Regions from separate parts of the Sus scrofa genome. Here region 2 is linked to region 1. Evidence: chromatin contacts called from public Hi-C data. All regions are on one chromosome and are shown on one strand. The core of a region is the stretch at or near the end of the contact, and the rest is flanking DNA. Distances in the headings are between cores, read along the strand shown.

Region 1 (4,636 bases), core at 1,662-4,161:
AAAATCTTGATCAACTATGAGGCAGTTGTGACTCATGTGATTCATGATGAGTAAAAGAGCTGGTGGTGTGAAATGGGAGGGAGTGAGCAGGGGAAATTCTGGAAGGTTATGGTATACTGGATTCTGACATTTCACTCATGGGGACAGACCTCCCATGCTTACAACCAAGTGCTTCTATTCATACATTCCCCTGTATGTTTGGCTCCCCAAAGCTGCCACAGAGCCCTTGCCAGTGAGCTGTTTTAGGGAGCAGAGCCAACTCCTTCCCCAACTATTCTGAACTTCTACACTCTGGGCCTGTCTTCAAATCCTCTGATTTTATATCACTCATTTTTTAAAAAAATTTTTTTGCCTTTTGTGGCTGCACCTGCAGCATATGGAAGTTCCTGGGCTAGGGTCCAATGGAGCTGCAGCTCCTGGCCTACACCACAGCTGTAGCAATGACAGATTTGAGCCACGCCTGAGACCTATGCCTCAGCTCATGGCAATGCCAGATCCTTAACCCACTGACCAAGGCCAGGGATTGAACCGTGTCCTCATGGATATTAGTTGAGTTTGTTATTACTGAGCCCCAAGGAGAACTCCCTATTCCCTCACTTTTTTTCAGTTATTATACAAAATGTGTGTAACAAACTAATACTAAAGCAGTGTTGTGGCCCAGGCTGAGAGGCCAGGTGAGAAAAGTAGTGGCATCAAAGGGAGAAAGGAGTGAGAAGGCAGATGCTGAGGACATCCAAATGTAAAAAACATCATTGGGAAAATTCTGACTGAGGCCGGCTCAGGAGGGCTGCATATGTCATGTGTTTATATCACTCAGAGCCAAAGCTTCCTTGTGTATGCTGTGTTTAGCTAAAAAGAGGGAAGTAGATAGACAATAAGCCTTCCCCAATAGTGCTGATGGAAAAAACGAGCATGTAGTAACTCCAAAACACCTGATTCTGGTAAGGACGAAGGGAGGTCTGGCCATGTCTGAGGTCAATAACCACAATAACCAGTCAACAGCTTCCATTTATATGTGTTAGGCTGAACCATATAAATTTTTTGTTTTGTAAAATATGAAGAGTCAAATGCACATTCATACAATTCGACATACCTTCTCATTTCATCCTCACCACAAGAGCCCTATTAAACAGGTATTATTGTCCCCACTTCCCAGATGAGAAAATTAAGACTTGACGGAAACTCTAGAAAGTGAAAGTCTTGGTTCAAGGCTGAAAGAGTAAGTCCTGAAAGAAAGTTGTGAATCCAGATTTTCTGAATATAAGGCCAGAGTGCTTTCCAGCACACCACAGCTACCAGGGGCGCAAATGAATTAAACTTAAGAATTAAAAGACCCTGAGGTATTACAAACTAGAGATTCTTGGAGTCAAGAGGGTCTCAAGAGTACCTTCTCAATCTCTATCGCCGCCTGGGCTCCAAAGAGGCTTCCGGAGTGCTTTCCCTGCTCCTTCCTCCCAACCGCATGGGGCGCCCAACCATCTGGTTCAGCGGGCTCTCCCCGCCCTCTCAGGGCCCCTCTTGTTTCTCTACACATCCGCCGCCGACTCACAGCGCAGGCGCCCCCCCTGCTCCGTGCCTCCTCCCAAACGGCAACCACTGCGCAGGCACCTCAAGCCTGGCGTCGGGGGCGGGGGCGTGCCCAGGGGCAGGCCGCGTGGCAGTTGGTCCGAAGCGGACCACGTGGCCACGGTGCCCGCCGCGCGAGCGTGCGCAGAGTGGCTCAGCGCGGCCGTGACGGAACGACGAGGCGTGCGGGTGCGCGACCTCTCCCGCCCGGCCCCGGCCCCCGCCCCTTGGCCTGCCGCTCCGCCCCCGCGGGGCGTCCCGGGCCGCTCGTCCCCTCAGCGGCGGCCGCGCGCGGCCCGGGGTCGCCGTGAGTACTCGCGAGGCCAGCTTGTGGGGCGGCCGCCACGGGGACGGGGCGGGGCGGCCGAGCCGCGGGAAGGGTGCGGGGCCAGGGTGGAGGAAGTGAAGGGTTTGGACCCGGTGGCTCTGAGAGGCCTTCTGAGTTTAACAGGCTTCGCTTATGGCCGGGCGGCTGGCGACACAGATCGGGCTCAGAGCTTCTTCCCCGGGAGGCAGGTGTTGGGTGTCTTCGGGGTCTCCGGGGGAAACCGGAGAAGAGCTCTAAGTGCTTCCCCAAGGGAGGCCTCAGTGAGGGCCTGTTCTGGAAGCACGAGTGGCGGCCAATGTTGGGGGCTCACCCCGGCCTCTTCTTCCGCCGGGTACACGAGATAGCGCTGGGAAGCGGGCATCGCCGGGCGGTGGGTTCTCCCCCGCACTCTTTGTTCCATGGCCTAGGCTTTTTGAAAGGAGCACTTCGCTGCAGAGCGGAGTCACCTTCTTTCCCAGGACCGCCAAGCCGGGATCAAACGTTGAGATCGGAGGCTTCTTTGACTAGATGCAAAGTTGTCACGCGGAGAAGCGCTTTTGGACCTAGGCCAGGACATTTGTGATCCGGACTTGATGCTTATTTACTTTTGGCCTATTCTTATGCAAATTTTTTGTTAGCTGCTCTCTAGCGCTGACACCCTTCTCTGGGCATTCTTCATACAGTCAGTATTTGACTTGGCTTTTCTTGAAAGGGTTCCCTTGATTACCTCGTTTAGATAAATCAAATAGGTCTTTCTTACTAGTTCATTAACAGCTCCCTTAATTGGGTTGTAATCTCATCACTGGAAGAGTGGATGTCATTAGAATCTGACAAATGTGCTATAGTCCCCAGTTCCACTGTACGCTATTATACTTCTGACCCTAAGCAAGTTGCTTGACGTCCCTGCACCTGCATACTCTATCTGTAGTGTGAAAAGTTTAAAATAGGTTATATACAGCCTAGTTTGAAAAAGATGGTAGTCTCTAAATTGTTTCTTCACTGGACAGGAAAAATTCTCTCTGAACTACTTTTTTCTCCTTGTGGTAACAGCAGAAACCAAGCAGCAACAGCCCTTGGAGAGAGACTAAGCTTTCTTGACCTCTACAGTGGCACAGTGGCAAAGAGCTTGAGAAAGTTGGCACTTCTGGGCTACACCATTGTCATCCAGGACATTAATGCCTCCCTCTTTGTTCCTCTGAGACCGTCCAGATCAGCACCTGTTTATTTTCAAATCTCACAAACCCCACCCCAGATCTTCATAGTTTGGTTCTCAGCTGCTCTTGAAGGTGAATGGAGTCTTGCTTTTTAAAATCATTTTTGTATGGTTTTGTCTATGTGTAGATGTGTTTAGGTTCTTGTATTTATCTCCCCTTTGGCTTAGGTCACAGTTCATTCATTCATTCACTCATTCAATTAGCTATGTTATGAGGGACTGACAGTACAGACAGTGAAAATGCTCAAAGCCTCTGCCACCGTAGAGCTTACATTCTGATGGGAGGTAAATACAATAAACAAACATTTTGTCATAGAGTGGTAAGTGCTGTAGGAAAAAATAAAGCAAGGAAAGGGTTTGGAGAGTGCTAGTGTGTTGTGTATTGTGATTTTACTGTTTTATGTAGGATAGTCAAGGTGATCTTCAAGCAGAGATCTGAAAGAGTAAAGGAGCAAGCCCAGTGAATATGGGTGAAAAGCATTCCAAGAAGAGTGGCAAGCAGGCACAAAGACCCTGTGGTGGGAATATGCTTGATATGTTGGAAGAACAGCAAGTTAGAGAGTTTCAGTGATACTCTTCATTTCACATTTAGAGTTGATAGGAGACTCCTTAAAAAGTATGAAAGTAGCCTCTGGGTTTGTTTGTTTTTCTTTTTAGAATGAAAATTTCCAACTATATACAAAAGTAGAGAGTTTACAAACCCTTGTGTACTTATCACTCAGCTTCGTTTGTAATCAACATTTTATGATTTTCATCTGAACATTTCATCTGTTCCCCATTTTATTTGTGCTGGAATAGTATTTTAAAGCAAATCTTGGCGTTCCCATCGTGGTGCAGTGGAAACGAATCCGACTAGGAACCATGAGGTTGTGGGTTCTATCCCTGCCCTTGCTCAGTGGGTTAAGGATCTGGTGTTGCCGTGAGCTGTGGTGTAGTTCGAAGACATGGCTCGGATCTGGCGTGGCTGTGGCTGTGGTGTAGGCCAGTGGTTACAGCTCCAATTGGACCCCTAGCCTGGGAACCTCAATATGCTGCAGGTGTGGCCTTAAAAAGACAATAAAAAAGGAAATATTTAAATTAAGATTTGAATATTTAAAGATATCAAGCATTTCATCTCTAAGAACTTCAGCTGCAGTTTCCTTGTGCATTTTGTTTGTAATGGGTCAGGCAGCACTGTTGGCTGAAGGACTGCTATGTTGTTTGCCCTGGCATTGTGCTTTAGGTCCCCATTCTGGGTCAGTTACCAGGTTTAAATTGGTATCCGAGGAACAGACCACAAGCCCTTGGAACACACAAGGATTTAGAACAGTGGTCTCAGATTTTATCATTCATCAGAATAACTTGGAGGGCTTGTTAAAACATCCCATCTCTGAAGTTTCTAGTTCAGTAGGTTTCAGTATGAGGTCTGAGAATTTACTCTTTTTTTTTTTTTTTTTTGCCTTTTAGGAACACACCTGGAGCCCATGGAAGCTCCCTGGCTAGGGGTCGAATTGGAGCTCCAGCTTCTGGCCTATGCCACTGCCACAGCAACATGGGATCCCAGCCATGTC
Region 2 (4,895 bases), core at 623-3,122, 140 kb after region 1:
TTGTTACATTATTACAAGAAGGGTGGCATAGTGATGAGCACAGCTGGAAAGGCTTGCAGCTGCCTTCTTAGCCAAGGGGGGTTGTCCTTTAGTTAAAACTCCATTTCAGTATGAGGATCTTTAGGTCCATTCATGTTGCTGCAAATGACATTATTTCATTCTTTTTTATGACTGGGTAATACTCCATTGCTTATATTACCACATCTTTTTTTTTTCCCTTCTTTTTACTGCTGCACCTGCAGCATATGGAATTCTTAGGCTAGGGCTCGGAGCTGGAGCTGCCAGCCTATGCCACCACAACAGCAACACCAGATCCTAGCCACATCTGCGACCCACACAACAACTCGTGGCAATGGTATATCTTTAACCCACTGAGAAAGGCCAGGGATCAAACCGGCATCCTCTTGGATACTAGTTGTGTTTGTTACCACTGAGAAACTCATTCACTTTAAAGTACATAAAGACAGATATTAATGATTTTGTTACCATCCTAACATTTATTTCATTGTAATAGCAAACAAAAACCTTTCTTTCAGATGAAAACATAGGGATTATGACTTCTTAGACTTCAGTGACCTAAATGGCAAAGATACTTTTCTGGGAATCATGAAATGAATGAAATTACCAAAGGTACTATACTTTGGTTTATTCCTCATTGAATTCTAGGACTCCTGTGGATCCTCTCATCTATGTCTATTTACCCTACTCATTCTTAGACCATATTTCTTTTTGTGAACATCTTTATGCAACCTTTATATCATCGTCCACAGCTATTTTCTTGCTGCACTTTCAATTAAGAATCCTTATTAAGGTAAGCACCCGGAGCCCACTTTATTTGCAGGCCTACCAGAATTTTGGTTTTTGATTCCCATTTCCTCTTCAGGATTGTACTAAAATTTGACAAGTAAACTCATTCTCTTCTACATTACAAAACAAGCTTAGAGAAAGAAAAATATATGTTTGACGTGTATCTTATTTCTTGTAAATATAAGCTTTGAAGAACAAAAAAATTCTTCTTTTTCTCTATTCCATAAAATGCTTATAGGGCTAAGCTTTGCAGGATTTTAGATGTTGTCATATCTAGAGTCAATTTTGTGAGGAACCCAGTCACTGAAGGATGGGGTTGCCTGAGACCTCCAAGCTAGAATGTCTTTCCAGCCTGTTCTGCCTGTCCCATTTTTCCCAATTCTTTTTGTGGAGTGAGAAGCAGAAAACACATCAAGATTAATCAGCGAAACATTGTAGTGTGTGTGTGGCTGTGTGTAAGGGGCAGAGGTGACACAGGCAGTGGAGGAAAGTGGTAAAATGAATAGGCATACCTAAGTAGTACATAAATAGTATGCAAATTCTTGCAAACCAGGGATTTTGGCCTGTTTTGCCTGAGTCATATCACCAACATCACTACTGTGTCTGGCCCAATGTAGACAGATGTTCAGTAAACATTTGCTGCACTAAGTGAAAAAACGAACTTGTGGTTCTTGGAACCAACCAGGGACCTAGAGGAGAGAGTGTCCCACAGGACTCCACCACTTCTCTCGGCGAACTGAGGATCTAGCGACAGGAGCTCCTTCCTACCTCCTTGCGGCCTGCAGAGAGTGGGATCCGCAGTGGCTCCCGGCAGAGCGGACAGGAGCGCCACCGCGCAGCCCCACCCTAGCGCTCCAGTTCCGCGCGGGTCCAGCGTCCCTTCGGGTTTGTCACGGTTGCCACGCCCCTTCGGCTCCGTCCCCGCCTCTTCCCCTCCCCTTTCTCCTCCCATCCCCTCCCCACGCGCTGCTCCGCCCGGCCGGGTCCCGCACCCTTCCCTGCTGTTCTCTGGCCTGTTCGCCCCGCCTCCAGGGTCGTCCCCTCCCCCTCTCCCCTTCTCGCCCCGCCCCTCCCCCTCCCTTTGACGTGGCAGAGGCGGCACCAGCCATGTTGGTCCAGCAGGGTTCTGCGCGGAGGCCGGGGGCGGGGCGGCGCCGGCCTTGATTGAGGTGCCACGGCTGCTTCGGCTCGGCGGAGAGGACGGATTTTGTAAGGCGGCGGCTGCGACAGGCGCGGATCTTGTACCAGGTGCCCTTGTGGTAAGGCTCGACTTCAGGGCCGCCTCCTCTAGGCTCCCTTGGGGGGCCGCGGGTGTTCGGTGGGAAGCGGGGGAGGGGCGGCTTGAGCGGCGGCGGGTCGGCAGCGGGCGGAGGTCTCAAGCGTGGTGTCGGTTCTTGGTACCTCGGGCAGGCGAGTGTGCTGGGCGGCGACTGGGCCCGGCGGGGGCTGCCTTGAGCCCCGAACCTGTCACCCTCTCACCCACCACTCTCTGCTTAGTTCTACCTGGGCCTGGGCTACCCCATCACCCAGCTCCCCTGGATCAGGTGTGAAAGATGGGAGTCCCGGGTGAAAAGCAGCAGTTCGGGCATCTCCTCGCACCTCACCCTCCGCTCGGGCCAATCTGCCTTCCCTACCCCACCCGTCACCGCTTCAGGGTACTTTGGCTTCTTGGTTCATTCCTTTCCTGATCTAAAGAGCCCTAGACTTTGAACCGAGGTGACTTCGTCACCCGTAGTTTGGCCTTGGGAATTAAAGGGGATAAGGAGAAAAGTGCCAGGTAGAGCTAACACCTTGTGCCTTGATTAGAAATAGAGTTTAGTTTTCAGATCGGACCAGTCATTATTTTAGTCTGACCCTAAGTGTTTTTCCGTTTTGGTGATAAAGGAAAAGCCATAGTAAGTCTGCATGTAATCACTGGAGTATGTTGAATTCACGTTTTCACGTGGACGTCAAGTTCCACTCATCAAAGCTGTGGATAACTAGCCAAATTAACTTGGTTTAAAAAGTTTCAGATTTAAACATAAATTCATGTTAAGTCTTCCTTCTCCAGTGGACTGATTGACGGTTGTTTTTGGAAGTTCAGTCATTTTTAATTGGCTCAGAATTTTAGATTTAGAAAGGGCCTTGTAGTTTTCTAACGTAAACCCTTCACCTTATTGATGAGAAACTGAGGAATATAGAGGTTATTTGTCTAATATAATAAAGCTAGTCGTGGGAATTAGTTGAAGACACTTTATTGAGGATTTTTAGAACAGGAGAGTTGGAGAGGCACATTTAATTATTAACAAATACATCTGATTGGAATGAAATCAAATTTTACTTGTAATTTACCTGATTTTTTTTTACTTAGGTATGTGCAAAAGGGCTAACATTTAAGTATTGAAAAACTCTTACTTATTATTGAATAGGTAAAGCCTTTTAAAATATATGGGCACACATTTGATATGCTAGGTTAAAGTGACTAATGCTTTTTTATTTAACTAAAGTAACTCTCAGTGATTATAAATTGTACTGAAAAATGAGGCATTTCTTTAGAATGGCCTTTTGTGTTTTGTACCACTTTAAAAAAAAAGTGTAATGACTAGTAAGTTAAGGCTGCGTTTTAATCATATTTATTTGGTTTTATGCTTTATACAAATGTAATATTAGGGAATATTATATGCTTATCAAATAATACCATCCTCCCTTGGAAAGGTGAGGTAAGTTGGGGAGATGTTTTGCATGGCCATGTAATTGGACCAGTTAAGAAGAAACAGGTGGGAGTTCTCTTTGTGGCTCAGGGGTTAAGAACCCCACATAGTGTCCACGAGGATGCAGGTTCCATTCCTGGCCTCACTCAATGGGTTAAGGATCCAGTGTTGCTGCAAGGTACAGCATAAGTCACAGCTGGGGCCTGGATCCTTTGTTGACCTGGCTAGTGGCTTAGGCCTGGAGCTGCAACCCTGATTTGACCCCTAGTCTGGTAACTTCCATAGGCCACAGGTATGGCCCTAAAAAGAAAAAAAAAAAAAAAAAAAGGAAGAAACAGGCTGGATGTTTTTGAAATTCCTGCTGGAAAGCGAGAATGTAAGAAATAGAATAGGTGTAATTTAATGAGCAAGTGTAATCTTAGTGCAGAAATATTGAGAGGAAAAAGAGTGAGGAAGAGGAGAGGTGAAAAAGTAAGGCTGTAGAATTAGAATCTAGATTTGTTACCTGTTGTAAAAACTTAAATCTGGCCATTGCCTGTGTGTAAATGTTTTCTTCTGTGTGTAACAGTTTCATAGAGCCTTTTTTCTACTAGGCTTTCTGATTTTGAATTAAGCCCTGGAGTTCAAAGGAGGTGATTCTCAGAACCCCTTTATACTCTTAAACGTTATTGAGAATCCAGTGGGAAAAAAAAAAAAAGCTGACTTAATAGAAGACAGGTGGATTTTCATATTTACTCTGTGCAATCTATTGTAATATGTTGGTTGGATTATATGAAGGAAATCTGGCCTCCCATAGATATGTAGTTGGAAAAAGGAGAGATAGGTTAATACCTTTTTCAGATAATTGTGCATGTTCTTTGATACTATACCAAAACTCAGCAGTTTTTTTTTAAATTTTTTAAATTTTTTATATTATTTCTTGGGCTGCTCCCACGGCATATGGAGGTTCCCAGGCTAGGGGTCTAATCAGAGCTATAGCTGCCAGCCTACGCCAGAGCCACAGCAATGCAGGATCCGAGCTGCATCTGCAACCTACACCACAAGCTCATGGCAACGCCCGATCTTTAACCCACTGAGCAAGGCCAGGGATCGAACTCGCAACCTCATGGTTCCTAGTCGAATTCGTTAACCACTGAGCCACGAGAGGAACTCCTCAGCAGTTTTAATTAAGAAATCAAGGATTGGAGTTCCCAGCTTGGCACAGTGATTAAGAGTCTGAGTACAGAGGCTCTGGTCGCTGCAGAGGTGCAGGTTTGATCCCTGGCCCTATGCAGTGGATTAAAGAATCTGGTGTAGGATGTAGTTGTGGCTAGGATTCAGTCCCTGGCCAGGAACTTCTGTATTCCGTGGGTGTGGCCAAAAAATAAAATTAAAAAAAGAAAAAGGGATCAAGGGTTA

Evidence for each region. A called contact is a pair of places that touch in the nucleus more often than the background predicts.
Region 2: a contact with region 1 is called in a Hi-C map of liver, with 2.8 times the contacts expected there. The contact joins the promoter of SEC23A here to the promoter of PKM in region 1. A contact is called at or near these places in 5 of 47 Hi-C or Micro-C datasets (blood, embryonic fibroblasts, heart right ventricle and 2 more).

What each region holds. Positions count from the first base shown.
Region 1 is chr7:60,970,096-60,974,731 of Sscrofa11.1, forward strand. PKM (poly [ADP-ribose] polymerase 6) reads left to right here and starts at 2,912. Exons shown (of 32, transcript XM_021099107.1): 1 at 2,912-3,159. LOC102166620 (a long non-coding RNA gene) reads right to left here and starts at 1,626. Exons shown (of 5, transcript XR_001297909.2): 1 at 1,388-1,626.
Region 2 is chr7:61,111,888-61,116,782 of Sscrofa11.1, forward strand. SEC23A (protein transport protein Sec23A) reads left to right here and starts at 1,873. Exons shown (of 20, transcript XM_005666190.3): 1 at 1,873-2,066. It also overlaps the pseudogene LOC100154692.